2 separate regions of the Ovis aries genome follow, and region 2 is linked to region 1. A link is a contact called in public Hi-C data. All regions are on one chromosome and are shown on one strand. Each heading gives the region's core, a stretch centred on a gene start, on an enhancer-like site or on the middle of the called end of the contact. The rest is flanking DNA. Distances are from core to core; before and after follow the strand shown. Region 1 overlaps AKAP8 (A-kinase anchoring protein 8). Region 2 overlaps BRD4 (bromodomain containing 4).

The links. A called contact is a pair of places that touch in the nucleus more often than the background predicts.
Region 2: a Hi-C map of mixed tissues shows a contact between it and region 1, with 2.9 times the contacts expected there. The contact joins two enhancer-like sites. A contact is called at or near these places in 3 of 16 Hi-C or Micro-C datasets (hypothalamus, liver and mixed tissues).

What each region holds. Positions count from the first base shown.
Region 1 is chr5:7,597,560-7,600,609 of ARS-UI_Ramb_v3.0, forward strand. AKAP8 (A-kinase anchoring protein 8) reads left to right here. Exons shown (of 14, transcript XM_004008462.6): 2 at 410-448; 3 at 1,891-1,923; 4 at 2,452-2,728. Among named protein-coding and RNA genes, the nearest start is that of AKAP8, 4.1 kb to the left of the region's middle. Within about 2 kb of position 1,447, at least 8 of the 54 cell types and tissues checked have an H3K27ac peak or open chromatin away from gene starts, as enhancers often do.
Region 2 is chr5:7,690,148-7,693,197 of ARS-UI_Ramb_v3.0, forward strand. It overlaps BRD4 (bromodomain containing 4), which reads left to right. Exons shown (of 20, transcript XM_027979120.3): 5 at 70-359; 6 at 1,003-1,365; 7 at 2,645-2,773. Among named protein-coding and RNA genes, the nearest start is that of EPHX3, 28 kb to the right of the region's middle. Within about 2 kb of position 1,479, at least 11 of the 54 cell types and tissues checked have an H3K27ac peak or open chromatin away from gene starts, as enhancers often do.

The DNA.
Region 1 (3,050 bases), core at 197-2,696:
GTCGCAAAGAGTCGGGCACGACTGAGCGAGTTCACTTCACTTCACTTCATGGCTGCCTGAGGGGGCTGGGGGTGGGGACTGTGTTCTAATGGTGAGTGAGCTGGTAGCTAGTCCTGTGTCTTCCTTAGTTGTGGGTTGAGGCTTAGGTCAAGGTCCCTCAGCAAGCGATGGACCAAACTGGCGCAGAGGCCCATCCCCCTCCTCTTTTTTCTGCTTTGACCTCAGGCAGGTGGAGTGTGATAATGCAAAAGCCAGCTGTGGGATGACTTTTAGGGGGGCATTGTTGTGGTTGTGCTGCCTTCTTGTAAGACTGGCACTCATCTCCTTCAAGGAGATTCCTTTATGCTCCTCAGAAGCACTTGTTCTCTGGTGTGACAAGTATGACTGTAACTCACAAATATGTTCACAGGTTATGGGGCATGGAGTGCTGGACCTACCAACACCCAGGGTAAGTGAGACCTGCTTGTCAGGGAGGCATGGGCTACCCGCCCCCAGCACTAGCATGAACATAGCTGGAACCAGGAAGCCTTTTTTGTAAAGGGCCAGATAGTAAATTTTTTTACTTTGCAGGCTATATGGTCTCTATAGTGCAGAAGCCACCATAGACAGTTTATAAACAAGTAGGTAGGACTGTGTGCCAATAATGTTTACATAAAGACACTGAAATTTGCATACCATGTGATTTCCATTATGTCATCAAACAGTCTTTATTTTAACAATTTTTGTTCTATCTTAAGTAAATAGTCGAGGGTATAACCAAAGATTTTTATAAATAATACTTTCCAGTAGTTTTAGGCTTATGGGATTGATCAGATAGTACATAGAACTTCATATGCACACTCACAGTCTATCTTCGACTCAGGCACAATTTCCTTTATTATTATAGTTAGCAGAATGTGTTACAGTTTATAAGCCAGTGTTCATACAATGTATGGTCTATAGTTTACATTAGTTTTTACTCTGTTGCACAATTCTGTGAGTTTTGACAGATACGAAAATGTGTCTTTTGTCAGAATTTGCATGCTATGAAGTATTATTTTGACTTTTTTTATTTGTTTGTTCCCCAACCGTTTAAAAACATAAAACCCATTCTCAGCTTGTGGGCCCTACAAAAACAGGGCTGTGGACTGGATTTGGCCCTAGGCCCGTCCATGGACCCGGCTCAGGAGTCCCCATCCTGGTACTTAGTGTGTTTGAAGAACTAGAATGTACTCTCTGGTGGGCGAGGTTTTCTGCTTTTTGCCAGCATTTGTTCCAGGGGATTGGTTGAAGGTTTCCTTTGTTTTCTGAGCCTGGAACTTGGCCCTTGCACCACTGGCAGCAGGGTTGCTTTTGAGTCACTTTTCCACCCATCACCTAGTGTCCCAGCAGGAGGCCTTGTGTGTTGCCCAGGCACACGATGTCCCCTGTTCAGTTGAGCTGGGGACGTGATTTTCCACCAGTGCACTCCGTGCTGTTGGCGGTGCCTTAGATCTGGCGCCTGGTGAAACTGGCACTTTGGAACAGCTCTGCCTGGGGGCCTGGCCTGGCAGCCTCTTCGCTGCTGGCCCACGCTGGATGAGCTTCCCGGAAAAAGACTGTAGTGTCCTTTCTGTTGCCCTAAAGGACAGCTTCCTTAGGAGAGATGCCCTGGTTACGCTTAGCTGAGCATTTCTGTAGGAAATGAGTTTTACAGCTAGTGGACCCCACCTTTCCTGACCTCAGTGGGCAACCAAGGGTGCCTCCTTGCAACACTGACCTAGCCACCCCCAGCTCTGGCCCTGTGGATAGTGGAGTGAGGTGATGACCGTCCTTCAGTGCCTAGGCTGGGGTCGGGGTGAGGAACTACGTCTCAGATGCCTTCGTTTTGTAAACCGAAATCTTGTATGTTTTTGTTTCTTCTAATTTAAGGTACATATGGAACTGGTGTGGCCAGCTGGCAAGGTACGCCCTTCTAGGGGTCTGTGGGTGGGTGAGTAGGCCTCTGACCAGCTACCTCGAGGGGCTGGGGTGCAGGGACCCCCATCTCCCATCCTTGGTGTGCTCATGGTTGTCCTGAAGCCTCAGCAGACTGGGTCTGAGATATGGGGGAGGGCTGGGGGCAGCGGGGGAGGGCTGGGGCAGGCCTCCGAGGGAGCTTGCTGGAGGTCGGGGGTAGGGAGGGTTGTGGTGGTGGTCTGCTCTTTGGTGGGTCCATCAGTCTTCCAACTGCCAGCTCCTGGGCTCTCTGGCTTTGGATGAGAACCAAGTCTTATGATTCGGTATAGAAAACCCACCGCTCAGAGTTGAGGCCGTGCCCTCCTGCCACCTGTTGGCAGGTGACGTGTGCAGTGCTGGGGCAGTGGCAGCAGCCCTTGGTCCCCGGACCCTCTTTCTTCTCCATAGGCGGCGGGTGCTCCTTGCCTGACTTGTCCCCCAGGGACTGGTCTTGTAGCTGCTGAGATCTGACTTAGCTCTTCCTCCCTCCATCAGGTTATGAAAACTACAATTACTATGGTGCCCAGAACACCAGCGTCACCACCGGAGCAACTTACAGCTACGGCCCAGCCTCATGGGAGGCCACCAAGGCCAGCGACGGCCTGGCGCCTGGGGGCCCTGCCATGCACATGGCTTCTTACGGCCCAGAACCATGCTCTGACAGTTCTGACTCCCTCATCGCCAAGATCAACCAGCGTTTGGACATGATGTCCAAGGAAGGAGGAAGGGGCGGGAGCAGCAGCGGTGGGGAGGGCATGCAGGACCGGGAGAGGTGATTATAGACCTGAGCCCTTCCCGAGGGTCCCGGGTGCCCCGCTTTGTATAGAGGGAGTGGGCACCTGCTCGTCCTGGGAGGGCTCTTCCCTAGCTCCCTCCACAGTGTAGGCCAGATAAGTTGAGCCTTTATTGGGGCAGAGGCATTTGGTAGGACTTGCTGGTTTCCTGGGTGGTGGGCCTTAGGGCATGGCCGTTAGCTCAACTGTGTAAGACCCCTTACGTCTGCATCAAGCACCCAGCATCTTCTCCCTGTTTCTGTGGCCAGGGTTTCACTCCCCTTGTTCAGTGGTGTTTCAAAGGGATTTGGTCTGTTTTAC
Region 2 (3,050 bases), core at 229-2,728, 93 kb after region 1:
AGTGTCCCCACAAGGTCAGCCAGCATGTAGGCCTGGCATCTAACCACCTGTCCCTTTTATGATCAATAGGGACAGCAAAACCTGGCGTCTCTACGGTACCAAACACAACGCAAGCGTCAACTCCTCCGCAGACCCAGACCCCTCAGCAGAATCCTCCACCTGTGCAGGCCACACCTCACCCCTTCCCTGCCGTCACCCCAGACCTCATCGTCCAGACCCCTGTCATGACAGTGGTACCTGCCCAGCCGCTGCAGACGCCCCCGCCAGTGCCCCCCCAGCCGCTGCCCCCACCTGCACCAGCCCCCCAGCCCGTGCAGAGCCACCCGCCCATCATTGCAGCCACCCCACAGCCTGTGAAGGTGAGTGTCCTGTGTATGTGTGGCCCAGCCTGGTCACTCTGTAGCTTCCGCCCCGTCAGCTAAAAGGACTGCCTTCCCACTCCCCCAGTTGCAGTGAGGCTTATAGGAGACAGTCACTCATCCTTGCCAATGCTTCTGGTTCCCAGGGCACTTGTGGGTATTTCGAGGGGACATCAAGCTGTGTTTAAATCAGCACAGCCCCAAAGCTGCTGACCCAGAGATCCCATAATTGAGTAACGCCTCCCAGGTGGTTGCCACCCCCTTCCCGGTTCTAATTTAGACTGTGTGTTTGCAGACGCTGTCTTAAGTAGCCTCTGAGTGTGCCTTCTGTGGGTGGCCAGTGACAGGGGTGGGCTCTGGGAGAGGTCCCTGGCCTGTAGGAAATTGCTTGCAGAAGTCCCTTTGGCCTCTGGTGAGCAGATCCCACACTCGGTTATGTGCTTTCTCCTGCCACTGGGTCCTGTCCCAGCTGCAGAACAGAGTGGTGGGACAGAGTCTCCCTGTGTTCAGTCCTTCACCTTTGGGCCCTGTTCCCTGTGAGAATTGAGACCCTAGAAAGGACTTGGCTTCAGGAGTGACCCTGAGGGCCTGCTGTGCCAGCTGCTGCCTCTGACCATACCTGTCGCGCCTGTGCTCTTGGCAGACAAAGAAAGGGGTTAAGAGGAAAGCAGATACCACCACCCCTACCACCATCGACCCCATTCATGAGCCGCCCTCACTGCCCCCGGAGCCCAAGACTGCCAAGCTGGGCCCCCGGCGGGAGAGCAGCCGGCCTGTTAAACCCCCGAAGAAGGACGTGCCTGATTCGCAGCAGCACCCGGCGCCAGATAAGAGCAGCAAGGTCTCAGAGCAGCTCAAGTGCTGCAGCGGCATCCTTAAGGAGATGTTCGCCAAGAAGCACGCGGCCTACGCCTGGCCCTTCTACAAGCCCGTGGACGTGGAGGCCCTGGGCTTGCATGACTACTGTGACATCATCAAGCACCCCATGGACATGAGCACAATCAAGGTGAGTGGATGTGTCCCTGACCCCGTAGGACAGGAAAGGCCAGCACCTCTGAGGCTTGTCCAGGAGGAGGGCCCAATCTCAGGAGCTGTCTAAATCTCACCAACCCAAAGCGGCCCAGCGCCCCCTGCTGGGGGTTGTGGAGGGCTGCAGCCCCCAAGATCCTGGGACCCTGCTGGTCATGGACAGCAGAGCTGCCCCTTCGTCCATCTGAGGCTAGCCCTCTGTGGTCTCAAGGCCCAGTGCCCATAGACACCCTCGCGTGGCAGGCGCTCCAGGAGGGTTTGGAGAGTGGTGACTTTGACAGGCCCTTAAGAGGCATATGAGTGCTGGCATTTAAAACATATGTATGTTTATATATATATATATGTTTTAAACATATATATGTTTGTATCTATATTTAAATATATGTTAATATATATTTATATATATGTTTAATATATATATTTTAAACGTGTGTGTGTGTGTTTTCTTTGGCTGTGCTGGGTCTTAGTTGCAGCACATGGGATCTTTAGTTGCAGCATGCAGGAGCCAGTTCCTTGACCAGGGGTTGAACCAGGGCCCCCTACATTGGGAGCTCTGAATCTGAGCCACTAGACCACCAGGGAAGTCCCAAGTGCTGGCATTTTCTTGGCATTTTTGGTTTTGTTTATTTTAATCCTTTGGCATTTTTTCCATGTGGGAGTGGAGTAAACCTGTCCAAACTTGGGCAGAGCAGAGGACATTGCTGTGTTGCTTTTGATTGATGTCCTGTCCGACATCAACAGGACAAGTACAGGCCAGGTCAGAACTAGGCCCAGCACTCTCTTTACAGTTGTAGCTTAAGCTTTGTCTCTATGGATCCTGTGTACTCTTGCCAGGCACAGTGGGTTAGACGCTAGCAGGGCATTTCCTGGCCTTGAGACTTGCTGTTAAAGTATCTCTGTGTCCACCTGATGCTGAGGACTGAGGTAAATAACTTCTCCCCACTGCTACTGCTGCTAAGTCGCTTCAGTTGTGTCCGATTCTGTGCGACCCCATAGACGGCAGGCAGCCCACCAGGCTCTGCCGTCCCTGGGATTCTCCAGGCAAGAACGATGGAGTGGGTTGCCATTTCCTTCTCCAGTGCATGAAAGTGAAAGTGAAGTCGCTCAGTCGTGTGCGACTCTTTGCGACCCCATGGACTGCAGCCCAGAGGTCTGTGTTAAACTCTGAGCCATTGAGAGGTTGACTTGCTCCTGCAGACAGCCCTTCTTGGAGCAGGGGCAGCCGTGACTAACCAGGACCCGTCCTGTCTTTTCAGTCTAAACTGGAGGCCCGTGAGTACCGTGATGCTCAGGAATTTGGTGCCGATGTCCGATTGATGTTCTCTAACTGCTACAAGTACAACCCTCCTGACCATGAGGTGGTGGCCATGGCCCGCAAGCTCCAGGTGAGGCTCCGGGGCAGCTCCGGGCGTGGCACCCCGCAGCAGAGCAGGCTGGGGTCCTGGGCGGGCCAGGCCTCTGGGGGCCTCAGCAGGCTTTACTTGTCTCTTGCTTTGGTATAATGCCATGTTGCTTTGGAAGAGTGGACTGAAGTCAGAATAATACATATATTTTACATTGGGATTATTTCCTTTTTGATTAAGGTAGGGCGGTTGGTTTTGGTCTCGGGCATATTGGGTTTGGGGTGTTCCACTGAAAGCGCCCCCCCCACCCCCACCCCCT